Linked DNA regions of Gasterosteus aculeatus: region 1 is linked to region 2. A link is a contact called in public Hi-C data. All regions are on one chromosome and are shown on one strand. The core of a region is the stretch at or near the end of the contact, and the rest is flanking DNA. Distances in the headings are between cores, read along the strand shown. Region 1 has its middle 28 kb from the start of LOC144405501. Region 2 holds the start of LOC120819407 (homeobox protein engrailed-1-B).

Region 1 (7,260 bases), core at 692-3,191, 51 kb before region 2:
ACCAAGCGACATCGCGGCACAAAGAGCCACTCCGGGTGAAACAAAGACCCTCTAATTGCGCCTGTGAGCGGGCCGCTTGGTCGGTCAGCTGGTGGCGGGCGGGTCCCTCGGGGCTCCGGCGGTCCCGCAGGTTGGCCGAGGCCCCGGGCCCCCGCTGCACCGAGGGGTAAATCGGGAGGCTTTGTGTCTCCCCGCGTGAGCTGGGCTGATATCGAGCCTCTGAGTCTCGGCCGCCTTTCTTGTGACGGTGCGTTCCAGGGATGCGCTGTAGAAAAAAAACTTGTGGTGAAATGTGTGTCCAAAGACACAATAAGACACGATGTATTTCCACTTTATAGACTTGGAACCGCTGCGTAAACAGTGTGACATTTTCCGTGCACGGACAGAGGACAGGCCTCAAAGGAGCTGAAAATGTTCTTGATGTCTCTCAACACCTGCTGTTGAGTACTCAGGGTCTCAGGGTTTCATGGTACATGTTCCCGGTGCCCCTCTCATATGATCTGCTGTATGCCCTAACAAGCCCTTGGAAGGACCTCTCCAAATAAAGCTGGTGGGAAAACGCACCCAAGAGGTCAATAATGGAAAACAACTAGAATGTGCTGATTATATAAACAACAAACGAAAGAAACGTCTTTGCAGCCAAAGCCACAAGAAATATCTTCTTGCTGCACCGCAGTTGTCCAAAAACTATTAAAAAAACACATCAGCTAAACCACATTGCACGTGGCAGCTTCCTTACTATGAACAAACACACACACACACACACACACACACACACACAAGCACTGTGGTTTATTTTGACTCGGTGCCACACACACCGTCCTGCTGCTGCAAATACTCACCAGTGCCCCAAAATGTGGACTAGCTGAAACCAGTCCACAAACAAATGCTCAATTTACTCATCTTTTTGTAACTATTATGTTAAAACGTATTACTCAGCCTTATAAAAGAATAGAAAGAAAGATCTACATGCTTGTTATTTAAGAACCAGAGGTGTGACATGGAACGGTGGTGGAGAATTAAGTCATTTTCTACAATAAATCCTCATAAACTGACTCTCACAAATAGTTTCTATTGAAAAGATTGTATAACATGGGTTAGCGTTATTTAAGGGTCAGGCATTTGTTGTTCTGTCCAGAGCACATCAGTCTTTTAAACACGACGGAGCAGACATGGAAACAGTCTCTAAGAAAAGAAAAGGACGGACAGTACGAAGAAACAAAGCACATTCAAAATCTGCGGTGGCAAAAGGTGGCGCTGGAAATAGTGCGTCAGGGCCGCTGGTGGTCTGTTGTCGTGGATGCGAACAGGGGCCGGCCAGTTGGTCCTATTGTTAGCCATTGTTAGGGGGTCCATAGAGGACTAACCCCGCCCCACCGGCTGAGGTCAGCGAGGTTCCCCGAACGGTGTAACGGACACGGAGCGTCCCGCCATGTTTCCACGTCTAGTCAGCTCTAAAACAGAGCGTCTCCAAAACGGAGACTTTAAAAAATAAAAAGATGGCGGTTTTTAGCCAGCTTCTTCTGTTGTCCTTCCTGTAACGGAAAACCCTTGCGCTGCCCACGCCTGCTGCCGTGACAGCGTCCCCACAGCAAAACATGTTTTCCTCCAAGAAAAGAACCCGGCCGGGTATTTGCGGCGTCTCCCATGTAGCGGCATGTCGCGAGGAGAGCGCTTGTTTTTGCTGTGAAAAGACAGCCTGCTCTCTGAGATGTCATTACGTGTGTGTCTGTGTCTGTCTGTGTGTGTGTGTGTGTGTGCGTGCGTGAGAGAAAAGGCCGGCTGCTGGGGCGAAGCGGCGACAGACAAAGGAACGAGAGGCAGTCTGCTCCCGCTGCGCCTCGGCGCTGCCGTGCCGCCAACACGCCACTAGACCGTGCTCTTCTGCAGATTATCCATTACTCACTCGCTCATAGGCTGTGCTTGTGTTTCTCACACACACACACACACACACACACACACATTCCCATGCCTTGCACAGACCCGTCCGCACTGTTTCAGTGTTGAGCCTGAGGCCTCCAGGAAACTGCCTGTAAACCTCATTGAATCACCTGCGTGGAGGAAAAAAGATCATTTAAAGATACCAAACAACGCGGCCGCACTAAACGCAGAGCGGAGCATTTTCATTTGTCAGCGTCGGGACGGGTCCTTCAGCCGCGGGGAGAATGGCTCCCGTAGAGGCGGTCTACTAGCTGAGAGGCCAAAGAGGGAGGGGGGGGGGGGCGTCGAGTGTCCGGCGGGTAAGATGGATGGAGACGGGGCTTTCATCTACTCCGCTCTCGTACACGTCCGTCCCCGTCCTTTGTCCTCCCGCTTGTTCCTCGGTGTGGCCACCAAAAACGGACGCCGTGTCGAAAGGTCAGAAAAATCAAATGAGCGTTAAGGGAACGATGCTCTGTGCGTCTCATGAGTCCCGGGCCTCTTTAGCGGCCGACTGGTCTGTGGAGAGATCACGGCCTGAACTCCGGCCGCAGCGTTTCTGACCCGGCAGTTTTTAGTTCGTGCAGTCGCATATTTTTGCAGGTTAAAAGCAGATTGACGGAAGTAATAAATAAAAGTGAGTGGATCCCGTTGGGTCCTGAATGAATGACAATGGAGGAATTCCCAGCGGGGAGGGGCCCATCGACTCCCAGTGAGACTCCTCCGTCCCGTCTTCGGAGTCCCCCGTGTCCCCTCCATCACTCTCCACCGTAATTATTTCTTCGTTTTCAATTAGTGGCCAACGGGCCGGCGTGGACGCAGAGGACGCCCCCCCCCCCCCCCCCCCCCCCCCTGCAAGCTGCAGCCCCAAAAAGAGATAGATAACACCGATCCGAGCCCAGCCGGATGGTCCAGCGGGCTGCTGATAAGCGGAGCGGGACCCGTACGGATCCGTCCGCAGAGAGGCGGGTGGAGGGTGGTGAAGTTCGGGGGGCGGGGGGGGACGCGCTCCGATGGACGGATACAAACGCGGCTACGCGCTTGGCCGTTCGACAATATGAGATGGCGGCGATGACGAGACCACAGGAAGTCGTTGGGACGGGGAAAAAGCCTGGGTCGCATGAAACTTTTACTCGTTCGCCTTTGTTATGCTAAGCTAAGCTAATCGCCCGGTAAGAAATATCAATCTTCAATTTAGTCTCTCTAAATACAAATACTTTTTTAAAACATCAGTTTGGCCATTTGGAGCATTTTGGAGCGCTTCCCAGCTGGCTCCACTTACGCTTCACGTTATCATTTTTTAAAACTTGATCGAATCACTAATGAATAGAATATGAAACAATTCTGCGTGTTTTTCTAGTTCCAGAGTTGTAGAGTGTTGGACGATGAAGAGCCACCACTTCACTGACCGTTGTCGGCTCCTATTAATAGACGGAAAGACTCGGCCGCGTGTTTAGAGCTTGAGTCAGCGATTGGTGTCCAGCTGCAGCTCGTGCAGTACAAACCACATGGTTGCGTTTGAGCCCGAGGCCGCAGTGGGAATCATTCGGTTAAAAAAACACTGTTGTGTAATGCTACGGTTTGGAGCTGTATATTGTTCCATTTATTTATTTTTGTACGAGGCGTTTCCAATTGGGGGAACTATTTTCTCTTCATTTATTTCATTCCTTTTGACGTGGTCGATTTTTCTTTTGAGAAACACCAACTTCCCTCTGAGAATTCCCGAAACGGAGCAAACAATTTCCACATTTGCACATTAAAGCGAGTTCTAAGCTAAATGCTAAGCACATGTAAGCCGCATTTCAGCGACACGATCAAAGATTACAGCGGAAAAAAACGTAAAGGCTCGTGTGTCCTGTTGGGGAGCTCGGCCCTACACTGCAATTTTAATTCAGATGGGGTGTCTAGATGTGTGTGTGGGGGGGGGGGGGGGGGGTGAAGCATGACTCTGCGTTCCTTGGATTATTAAAGTGAAAGAAAAGCCAATTTTCTAATGTAAAAGCGTGAGTTTGAATGTGTTAAAAAGCACTGGTATTAAAGTGATTCTCAGGTGTTTGAGTTCTGAAACTTTGACGCACGATGGAGCGTAACTCGGAGCCGCCGTCCCTCTGTGGATTGAACCCGAAACACACACACACACACACACACACACACACACACAAACACACACACACACTGTGCTCTTGCGGGAAATGTCGGCGGCATTATATTTAATTAGCTTCTCCTTAGCGCGTCCATAAAGAAAACAATTACTCTTAATTAAAACCGCTGCGAAGCCGTCGCGTGGTTTCAAAAGCAATAAACCGGCAGCGCGCTCGCCGATAAATAATATCTAGTCGTTGACATTTACCACGGGGACGACTGTGTACAAGCGCTCCGCATTTATCCTAATTGGCGTTGCTTATAGCAGCATGAATAATTGATACACTTTAATCAAATAACACGGGGTTAAAACGCACTTTAACCGCCGCGTATATTAATTGTCGCAAAGAATATTAGCTGGAATGCGGCTAGCGGGGAGGAGACCGAGAAACAATAACGGCGCAGGCGTGTGACGAATGAGAAGGTTAAACAATATGCATGTGCCAGAGCCGCTGAGGCGAGGCAGTGGCCTAAAGACACACACACACACACACACACACACACACAAGACATACACACAAAACACACATGAATTTGGTTTAATATGTAGCTTCTCCACATGGGAAGTGAAGCAGAACCCCCGCTGCTCTGCCACCAGAAGGCTCAGAGAACACAGCGTGTGTGTGTGTGTGTGTGTGTGTGTGTGTGCGTGCGCCATGAGTTGACTCTATTATTCAGTCTCTTCATATTCTTCAAATTGCTCCGGGTGGGCGCGACGCACAAAGCGCGCTGCGAGAGCGAGTGTTCTGATTATTATTATGATTGTTGTTGTTATTAAACATTAGAGGAGGGGGAGGCAACATGAAATGAAAGTATATGTGTATTTCCCTGAGAGACCCGGGTAGTCTCGCCCGGAATACCGTATTCTGACAAATAACTAGAAAGGTAGTTGTTGCTCTGCGGCTCCATCGTGACTCCACCTGCGGCCGTCTGGCCCCTCACTGCCATCTTCGGGCCAAGGAACTAGAAAAACAATAAAGAACCGCTAAAGAACCGCTAAATCCCACGTGCTTCGTCATCCCGCATACCGCTTGCTGTGAATTCATTACTTTCCCCCGACGATCTCCTTTACATTTTGAGACGGTGAAATCGTGATAACCTCATAATCGAAATTTTTTCAGCTAACGGCTAACAGCTAGCGTTAACTAGCGACTTCAACTTTTTCTTTTCTCGCCACGCAGCATTATCGGGCCGCTAACTCAGCGGTTACCAAAGACGAAGATGGTCTTCGTTTCAGTTACAAATGATTCTCCATGTACTGCGATCCGACCTCCATCTGTGGCCACATTGTCCCACCTCAAAGGCGTAGTTTAAGCGTTCAGCGCTTCAACGTGCGGGTGCCTTTCAAAGAGCTTAATTAAACTAATTATCCAACCAGAGCTTTGTTCGATAGGCAGATCCGAGTTCCGGTCCTTCTGAGGGCGTATTATCAAAGCCCCGTAATTTCCTCAGTCATTTGGAGTTAATTGGAAATAATACGCACGGTGCGCCGGGCACGCGGCGTGCGGGTCCCTTAATCTATGGCCTTTGTAAGTGGTTGAGATAAAGCTAACCTTTTCCCCCTTCTCACAGGTTCAAGTTAATTAAATCTCCATTTAATTGTATTCTAATACAAACCTTGGTTAATACGTCTGCTCGAGCAGCAAAAAAAAAAAAAAAAATCTAATAGAGGGACGGAATTGAGAAAGTGGAGGGAGAAGGGAAGGAGTCTCTTTTCTCGCCCCTTCTTCATTTTCTGAGAAAAGTGAAGTGTCAGCAAATTCAGGGTGGCGAGGGCAAAATTAATTATTTCAGCTCGATAAAGCTTTTCATCTCCCCGACTCGTCGCGCTGAAAAAGCCAATTAACGATGTCAAACACGCTCCCCCCTCTCCGGGGACGGCCTCGCCGCTGATGAGTGTGTTTACCGAGACGCCGCACGGCAATGTGTGTGTGTGTGTGTGTGTGTGTGTGAGTGCGCACACACCTCGGCGCCCGCCGCTAGGACCGTCCCTCCTAATCACGGCTCACCTGTCAGGGCGCTGCCTCATTATCTACGCGCAGAGAGGCCATTTTGTCCGGGCGGCTTCTTCAGCCAGCCGGCAGCCTTCCACCCGCCACCGGGAGGGTATGCCGCTGTCCTCCGCCGAGATAATTCACTTAATTATGGTGTGGAGGGGGGGGGGGAATCGGGGCGGGGGGGGGGGGCGTTGAAGCAGGAATAGGTCAACGCTGAAGCGGCGCGGGGCTTTCGAGTGGCGGGGGCCCCGAGACGAGAGCGCACGCATCCCCTCCGTCGGAGGAAAGGTTAGCTCGCTAATTAACTCGACCGGGAGGATTCTGCCCTCCGGTCGGCCGCAGCGGAGGGGGAGGAGCTTAGCGTCGCGATCGGGCCAAATGAAACGTTAACCTACTCAAAAGCATCATTAAACCGTGTTTTATTAATTTGGGATCATTATCGAGGTTTTGAGGTCATTTTTTTGTTTTGCCGTCTTGCTGTTTCCATGTTTGAGTTTATTGGCACTGGCTGGTTTCTGCTGCTGCTATTTTAAGGAATGCTTCAGTGCGTTGCACTGCTTTAGTGGCCACTTTTATTTTGTTATTTAAAGAAAAAACTGCACTTTTTCTCCGAGGTTGCTATTCTGTATTCACTCTCAGCTCCGTATGACAGATACGTCTTTCATCTCGTGTTCGCTGACGTTTCTCTCGTTCTTGTTGGCCGCTTACGCTAACTATATATTTATCTTTTGTTTACTGTCAAACAATAAGAAAGGCGCTGCAGCCACGTTCCTGTCTTGACTGTGTGTTAACAACGACATACAGAAATAAAACGTGCTCCCACGTCTCATGTTAATCTACTTATTGATGACCTGCGTGCTCGCTGTGATCCACCGCGCACTCACACAGATCATCAGCGGGGCCAGATAGCTGGAACATGTGATCCACGGAGCAGCGTGTGTGTGTGTGTGTGTGTGTGTGTGTGTGTGTGTGCGTGTTTGTGGATAAATATGTGTGCGCGATGCTGGACAGGGTGAGAGGGAAATATGGACTCGGACGGGGGAGATGGAGGTGCTGTCGCTGATCGCTGACAGCGCGATCAAGATGTACTCGACTGCTGTCTGTGTGTGTGTGTGTGTCTGTGTGGAACGGTTTGTGTGTTGCCGTCTAAATATCTACCCCCCCCCACCCCCTCCCCGTCTCCCGAAACCTCCCCAAAAGT
Region 2 (7,499 bases), core at 3,999-6,498:
TGTCACCTCCACCACATCCATGCATAGCGATCGCAATGAAAACAAGAATCCCTGCATGAAAAATGGAATTGATCAAATAATCATGAACAATCTTTTTTATATATAATTAAATGCAATGATGCACATTAACAACAGCGGTGTAATGTGCCGTAATACTGCCCGAGTCAATAAATAAGGGCTTTTCCTTTTGAATTTGAAAGAGATGAGGCGATAATGAAATGTGAAATGACCTGCCTGTACACTAACAGCGAGTTACTGCTCATCGTTATTACAATCAATTATTAACACGTTCTTGCTATGCTCTTGCTATGACCCCCCCCCCCCCTCCACACACACACACAAAACGCAGTCCGTGGAAATAATTAAAAAGGCTGCAACGCGGAGGCCGTGAGCGCCGAATCCCACCTGCGATCGGCCTCTCGTCGGTCTGCACGGTCGCTTCAGATCTACCGGGTACTGTTTTATTTACTTTCATATTTGTATTTCCATATTTTATAAGAGCTTTTCTCACGACGCGACGGCATTGTGTGCGTACGCATCCACTTTTCACCCAATAAACAATCAAATCAAAGCGGGAGTTCTACTCGGACGTAAATAGGTGTTTGGAAATAAGATTTACTTTCACTGTCATGGGAAATGACTCACATATATTGTAAGCTTTTTCAGCTTCCGCGTAAAAGTTTGAACTAGTCAGAATAAATGTAGGTGGGTAAAGTGATGGCCAATGACAATTATAAATGGGCTTAGATTTACTGGTCTACAAATAAATACATAAATATATTTTACCACATCCCTGAAGAGTATCAGTTTTTTCACCCGAGTGAAATTCTCAATATGTGAATTTTTGTAGTCAATGTGTTTCCATTTCAACTGCCCCTTTCCATTTGCAAACGTATACAAATCAGTAGTAAAAACTACCACGCGCACCCCGAACAAGAACCAACGAGAGGAATCGAGTCAACTTACAATCATAAGGACCTCAACTTTGTCTGCTCTCGCTGACCTTGTGCGCGCGCACACACACACACACACACACACACACACACACACACACACACACACACACACACACACACACACACACACACACACTGCTGCCATGTCAGGGTTCACAGCCAGGCCCTATCAAACCTGAACCTGAACATGCACCCCCGTGTTTCCCCACAGGGAGAGATACACGACAGGGACACTTTACCAAAGCGCTTGTAAATGCTGTGAATAGATTCACGCGTGGAATGTGACCCATTACGGAGGAACCAGCGGTGTGAGATTAAAGCGAAACAAGAACCGAGTGCTCGTGCGTGTGTGAGCACCAAGCATCTCAAACATGAAACAAATACAAAAGGGAAATGATCCAGAATGTTATCGAGGAGACATTTAAAAGGCTCATATTAATTACGGGCTGCTCGTGTAAATTTCATGTGTGAAATATTATGTTGGAATGTTTTTTGGGGAGTTAAAAGTTATAAGCTGGCTGAATTGGTGGCAGCTAAATAATAATAACTTTACCATAAGAAATACACATTTTGATCGAACAACTGTCCTTCATAATTCCCTAATTAAAACAAAAAATTAGAATCAATATGTTCCACTTTAAACGCCCTGAGTAATATTATTATTAATAATAATAGGCTCAATAAAAAGGTCGTAACGTTTGTTACGCTTTTCTCCGTGCAAACGAATGAAAGAAGGAACCGTTAACGTCCATATCTACCGTGCTCTCTCTTTATTACAGACTACACGTGAACATATTCAAATCTTTGGCTTGTTTTGAGTCTGCGCACTGATGTGTTGGAGGACGCCGTGGCGCTACTGTGAGCGACACGGGGACCACCAAAAAAAAACAAGAAAAAAACTATTTCCCGAAAAAAACGAGAACAGACAGGAAGGATCCGGATGAGAGGTGAAATTAAATATACAGTTTACAACATGATAACTGTTTTTGGCTATATAAACTTTAATAACGATCGTTCATTTATATAATTATGTCCATATACTTTCACCATTAACAGAAATGTGTGTGTGGGTGCGTGTGTGTGTTTGTGTTTTTTTTTTTAAATAGCGTCTCCTCCACTTCCAGTTCATTTGTTCTTGTTGTCTTTTTTTCTGCTGTCATTGTCTCCAAAAAAAAAAAAAACCCAAAGAGCGAGGCGGCGGACCCCCGGCGGGCCCCTCGGCCGGCTCACGTCCGGGCCTCTCTACTCGCTCTCCTCCTTCTCCTCCTGCACGGTGGTCGTTGAGTGGTTGTACAGTCCTTGGGCCATGAGCTGCAGCGCCAGGCCGTTCTTGTAGCCGGTGGCCTTTTTGATCTTCGCCCGCTTATTCTGGAACCAGATTTTGATCTGGGACTCGTTGAGGTTCAGTTCCTGGGCCAGAGCCTGTCTGCGCTGCTCCGTTATGTACCGGTTGGCCTGGAACTCGGTTTTCAGTCTCTGCAGCTGCTCGGCCGTGAACGCCGTGCGGGGCCGCTTGTCCTCCTTGGGGCTGCTCTTCTTCTTTTTCAGTTTGCGTGTCCTCGGGCCTGGCGTGGAAACAACAAGGGGAATAAAATATTTATTCTACTGCTGGACCGCGAGACCACCACGTCCCGCGCGGCCTGATTAAATGTAGGTCACCCCCCAAAAAAGAACACAACAACAAAACAAATCTCCTGGTATGAATCTTCTGATTGACTCATGACAAAACCTAAATTACGGAGCCATACACGAAGCCCCGCCATCTACTCTTCCTTAGTCATTTATACTGACAGATATTGAAATGTGTGTCACTCATCCCTCCGCCGCGCAATATAGTGCCACGTCGGTCGCGGTCTCGTTGAGGTCGTGTCGGATTACTACTCCACGCTATTATTAATTCATATTCAACTAATAGTATCTGCTATTTAATATGAGGGAGGGGGGTGTTGGGGGGATTATTAGAAGAAGGCTTCGGTAAAGGCAGCGTGCCACTGGACATACACTCTTTTTTAATATTAGGCTAGTCTTTTCTTTACGGTTTGATGAAATCCGTCTGTATGCGCGGATTTGAACGCGGCAGGAGGCTCGCTGCTTTAGTACAATCAAGCAAACACGGTTACGCGGCTGTAGGGTTAGAGCACGCATTAACGCAAATAAAACCACATCTACGTTAACGGCAGGTCCTTTGACCTTCGTCTTCAAACAACACACATGCATATTATTCTTCACAATTCAGTTAAGACGCCGAGGTAACTATGTGAAATTGTACTAAAGAAACGTGTTTTTTTTAATTATAGTTTGTGTTACAATCAATATGGAATATAATCCGCCATTTCGCTGTAAATTACCAGCTCGTGTTGCAGTTGTGTGTCCAGACGCACTGTGCATCCTCCGCAACAACATCCGGGGCAGTTACACACTCAGGTTAAAGGGCAGCAGGGGTCGTTATGAATTTAAATGTCTCCTCTATTTGCCCATAAATACGTATTGTTATTTTGTTATCTATAAATTGTTTATTTGACCAGAAGTTGCACTGCTTTTAAAAACAAGCCTTGTCCATGGGGTAATTTATTTGGGAAACATGTGTTATTATAAACGTGGGATTCTGAAGCTGTGCGGTTGTTATTTTCTTTTTTAAGTCGTATCAATATGTAATATCACCCTAAATGACTGTAACCCACTGCGGTCCTTGATGTTTCTACAGCCCAATCATTTATTACACAGATATTAGAGCATAATGCTTTTCGATCAGCTCACATTTAAATGCAAAGACAAAGACAGGTTTGCTACTGTTACCTCTGATATTATCCAGATTAATCCGATATTTTTCTGTCAACATATGCTTACGAAGAGAAAAAGACCCAACGGATACAGATTCTCTCCACACGCACTACCCCAGCCTTTAATGCACAATGGGAATATATTGCACAGTGAATTGCATAGGAAATTATTCCGACTTTTGCAAAATAATGGATATTGTTCTACAAATATGAGGCACTTCATTCATTCCTTTAAGCGCTTTTTACGTCTAAGTGTGCGCGCGCGCGTGTGTGTGTGTGAGCGAGAGGAGTAATGTAAATGAATTGTCTCTGTAGTTTCTAACCTTACTATATTCATTTAGCTAATGCCCGTCCCTCATTAAATTACAATTAATTAAAAGAATGCTGTCCTGCGTTAAAGTCACAAATATTTCCCAGACAAATAATATTAGTAAACCTTGAAGGAAGCAAGACGAGGAAGTCAACCAAAACAAAGCCCCCCCCCCCCCCCCCCCCCCCCCTCCTTACTGGTATGATTTGGGGACTATTAGCGCCTTACCAGATGAGGGCCGGTCCGAGTAGCGCGTACAGTAAACCCAAGCGGGCCACAGCATCGGCTGGCTTTCTTTCGTGATGGGTGGAGATCCTCCATTGCTGCCGCTCACCACCATGATGGACGAGGGGCTGTCGGCGTACCTGCCGGCGCCCGCGCCCGCCGCTTCGCCCTGTTTCGACGACTTCTGCTTGGACGAGGGCGAGGAGGACGTGGACGACGACGACGAGGAGGAGGAGGAGGAGGAAGAGGAGGGCGACGAAGAGGGGCTGTCACTGCTGCAGTTGGAGTCCAGGCAGAGGCTGCCGGTGTGCGGCGGCCTCGCTCCGAGCGGGTTGACGTTTTCCCGGCCCGGCGTCTGGCTCCGGTCGCGGTAGCTCGGCTCCTTCCTGCAGCCGAAGTCCGGCCGCAGGATGTTGTCTATGAAAAAGTTCGTGGTTCGGTGGGCCTGCTGGGCCGCCTGGTGGGGTAAAATCACGGGAGGGGATGGCAGGTTCGGAGACAGGGACATGCTCTCCTCCTCGGTCGAGTCCCGGCTGCCGCTGGGCTCCTTCCGCTCCTCCATAGCCGATCGACGGGGGGGGGGGGGACGAACGAATGTCCGGCCTCTCCGCGCCAAACTCCACTTGTTGCTCGCTCTCCCGCCCCCCTTTTCGGTATCCAATTCAGACGCTCGGCATGTACACAACGAGCCTCTTCGTGGGGACAAAACCAATGAGCACCTGTGAGTGATTCTTCTATTTTTTTGTGTTGTAATACGACCTACAGCGGCGGCATGTTGTCTCCTAAAGCCCGTCCGAGCCGTGGCACAGCGAGCCGCTGCGCGTTCAGACCAGAGTCCCTGCCTCTCTGCGCTGCAGCATAATATCTGTGTATTCGCCCTTCTTTGACTCCCCTAAAACCGTTTACCCCCTCTCTCTCGCCTCCCCCTGTCTCTCTCTCCCCTCTCTCTCTCTCTCTCTCGCTCTCTCTCTCTCTCTCGCACCCTAGCACGTGTGCGCGTACACACGTGTAGCGGACCAATCCGGTGCCGAGCTCGCCGTTGTTTGCGATGAACGGCGTCCAATAGAGACTCGGGGTGCGCCTGCCAGCGCGCACGAACATGCACGTTATATTTTTAATATGACTAAATGAGAATTTGTTTTTTTTAAGGCTAATTTTCCGCGTGCGGGCTCCTCGCTGATCAGGGGCTTCGCGAATCTCGTGTTGTTGACACTATTTATATGTTAAATTATATTATAAATTATTTTGCCCAAAATGTTGCTACTTTAGAGCCTTGGAATAACATCTCAGTTTTTACTCAAGCTGAACGTCTCTAAAAGGCTCAGTTTGGTGTTCTGCTCTGTTCCTAGCAATTATTCTATTTATTTATTTTTGCATTGTTTTTATTGTTTTTTTCCTTGCTTTCTTTTGCCACGCGCATGACGTGTTTTTGGTCCCATTCCTGGTTCCAACACCCTGCTTGTAGACATGCCGGACGTTAAGCAGCATGTATACGCTTCTTATTTTTATTTTTTAAAAATACAAATTTTTTTTGATAATGAAAAATGAGCGTTTAAGTATTCAAACCCATCGAGGCGCAGCACGCACGGATGTGTCCAGAGAGGAGCTTTGTGGAGACCAAAAATAGAACATCTCTGGAAAAAAGAACACAACCGCCACCGCACGGGCTCTAATTGGCAACGTGAAATAATAATATCAATAATCATAAAAGCAACAGCATGAAAGTGGGGACGTGTTGATGGTGAAATCTTCATCCCACAGGCCGGAGTGGGGGGTGCCGTGGCTACTTAATTAAATTCCAATTAGGGACAGTATCAATACGCCTGTTTAGCCGCAGCGCCATTGTGGGCAAATGAGCACTCAGTCCGCTCTTATCTGGCGCCCGCAAAGAGAGCCTCCTTGAGAGGGCCTGCAAAAGATAATTTATAGCTTTTAATTAGTCTTCATTCCGCCCGATCGGGCCGACGTTCATCACGAAGAATACAAAAAGAAACACACAAAAAAACAACCAGAGTCAAAAGGCCTGTCACCGGTCCCTGGCAGGGCCCTTAATCAAAGCGGGGCAGGGGCCGCGCTACAAGCCACGTGACTTCCAAGGTGCTGATAAAGCGCGTTGAATAATAGCGGCGGCCCCTCGGAGGCTCCATTTACAGGAATGGCTTTATTGACGGCTTAACGTCGGTGATTCATTTTACCTTTCATGTATCGGGAGCCGGATTTGTCGCCGTAATGGGATGATGAATGCACTGACGGATCGCAGCCCGCGGCTTTTATTGAGTAGCCCACTGCTTCCATCCGCGCGTGCACGCACGCACGCGGTGCACGACGAGGCTCTTAGAAGTTACCTGGATTGTAATGTCATTTATTTGTCATAGATAATACATTTGTTTTTAAGTTAAAATGGTTTTTAAGAGATAAACTGGACGAATTAGAGTTATTTTCTTTGTTTATGGGGAAACGTCTTTATTTTTTGTTTTGCAAAACATCTATTTCTAGCGCAAACATTGTGGGAGGAAAAAATGAGCTCCACCATCCTGGTGTAATAGAACGTTTTCACTTAGGTCTAATCTTTAACCCTAAGCAAATTCTCAATAATCCAAAAGGTTGAATTTACATTTAACAATATGTTCATCGGAACTAAAAACAACACAATGTTAAGCTCTGCTACCATTGGTATATCCACAAAAAAAACACAATCTGTCTTCATGAGTTTGTGAAATTGTCATTGTTTATGCAGGGGAACCATCTCCTCTTGACTTTGTGAGATGCAGTAACAAATGTGTCACGTTTCAGATGACACGATAAGGTGTGGTACCTCGCGGAGAGCTAAGCCTCTTTTCAGTGAAGGGCTGCATCTAAGCGACTGTGCTGCCACCTCGTGGGGGACCACGGGAAGTGACCTCTGCTTCTTTTAGGTATGTCAACTGTCATTTTCAGTAAAACTGGCCTTTGAGGTTTAAAGGTTTAAAGGTCACCGTCCAAAGGAAATGGACCACAAGCGCCTTTTTGTTACAAGTCACAAGCTAAATGCAGATAAAAATAATTTGTTGGGTAAAGCCGTGCTTTTACCCAAGTTTTTAATGACATGACATCTGGTAAGAGAAAGTCAAAAGCAAGTATATCACTTTAGTGACACCTAGTGATCTTGATGTGTAAGTGCACAAGCTTTCTATTTATTTTTTTTACATAAGAACAACAATTTATATCTATATATATATATATATATAT

What was found. Hi-C and Micro-C count contacts between places; a contact is called where the count stands out from the background.
Region 1: a contact with region 2 is called in a Hi-C map of whole body, with 1.9 times the contacts expected there. The contact joins the enhancer-like site here to the promoter of LOC120819407 in region 2. A contact is called at or near these places in 2 of 6 Hi-C or Micro-C datasets (skeletal muscle and whole body).

Annotation. Positions count from the first base shown.
Region 1 is chr1:25,886,157-25,893,416 of fGasAcu3.hap1.1, reverse strand. No RefSeq gene overlaps it. Among protein-coding and RNA genes, the nearest start is that of LOC144405501, 28 kb to the left of the region's middle. Within about 2 kb of position 1,941, at least 6 of the 9 cell types and tissues checked have open chromatin away from gene starts, as enhancers often do.
Region 2 is chr1:25,838,083-25,845,581 of fGasAcu3.hap1.1, reverse strand. It overlaps LOC120819407 (homeobox protein engrailed-1-B), which reads right to left and starts at 5,248. Exons shown (of 2, transcript XM_078099093.1): 1 at 4,275-5,248; 2 at 1,710-2,521. The coding sequence starts at 4,833. The coding sequence ends at 2,199.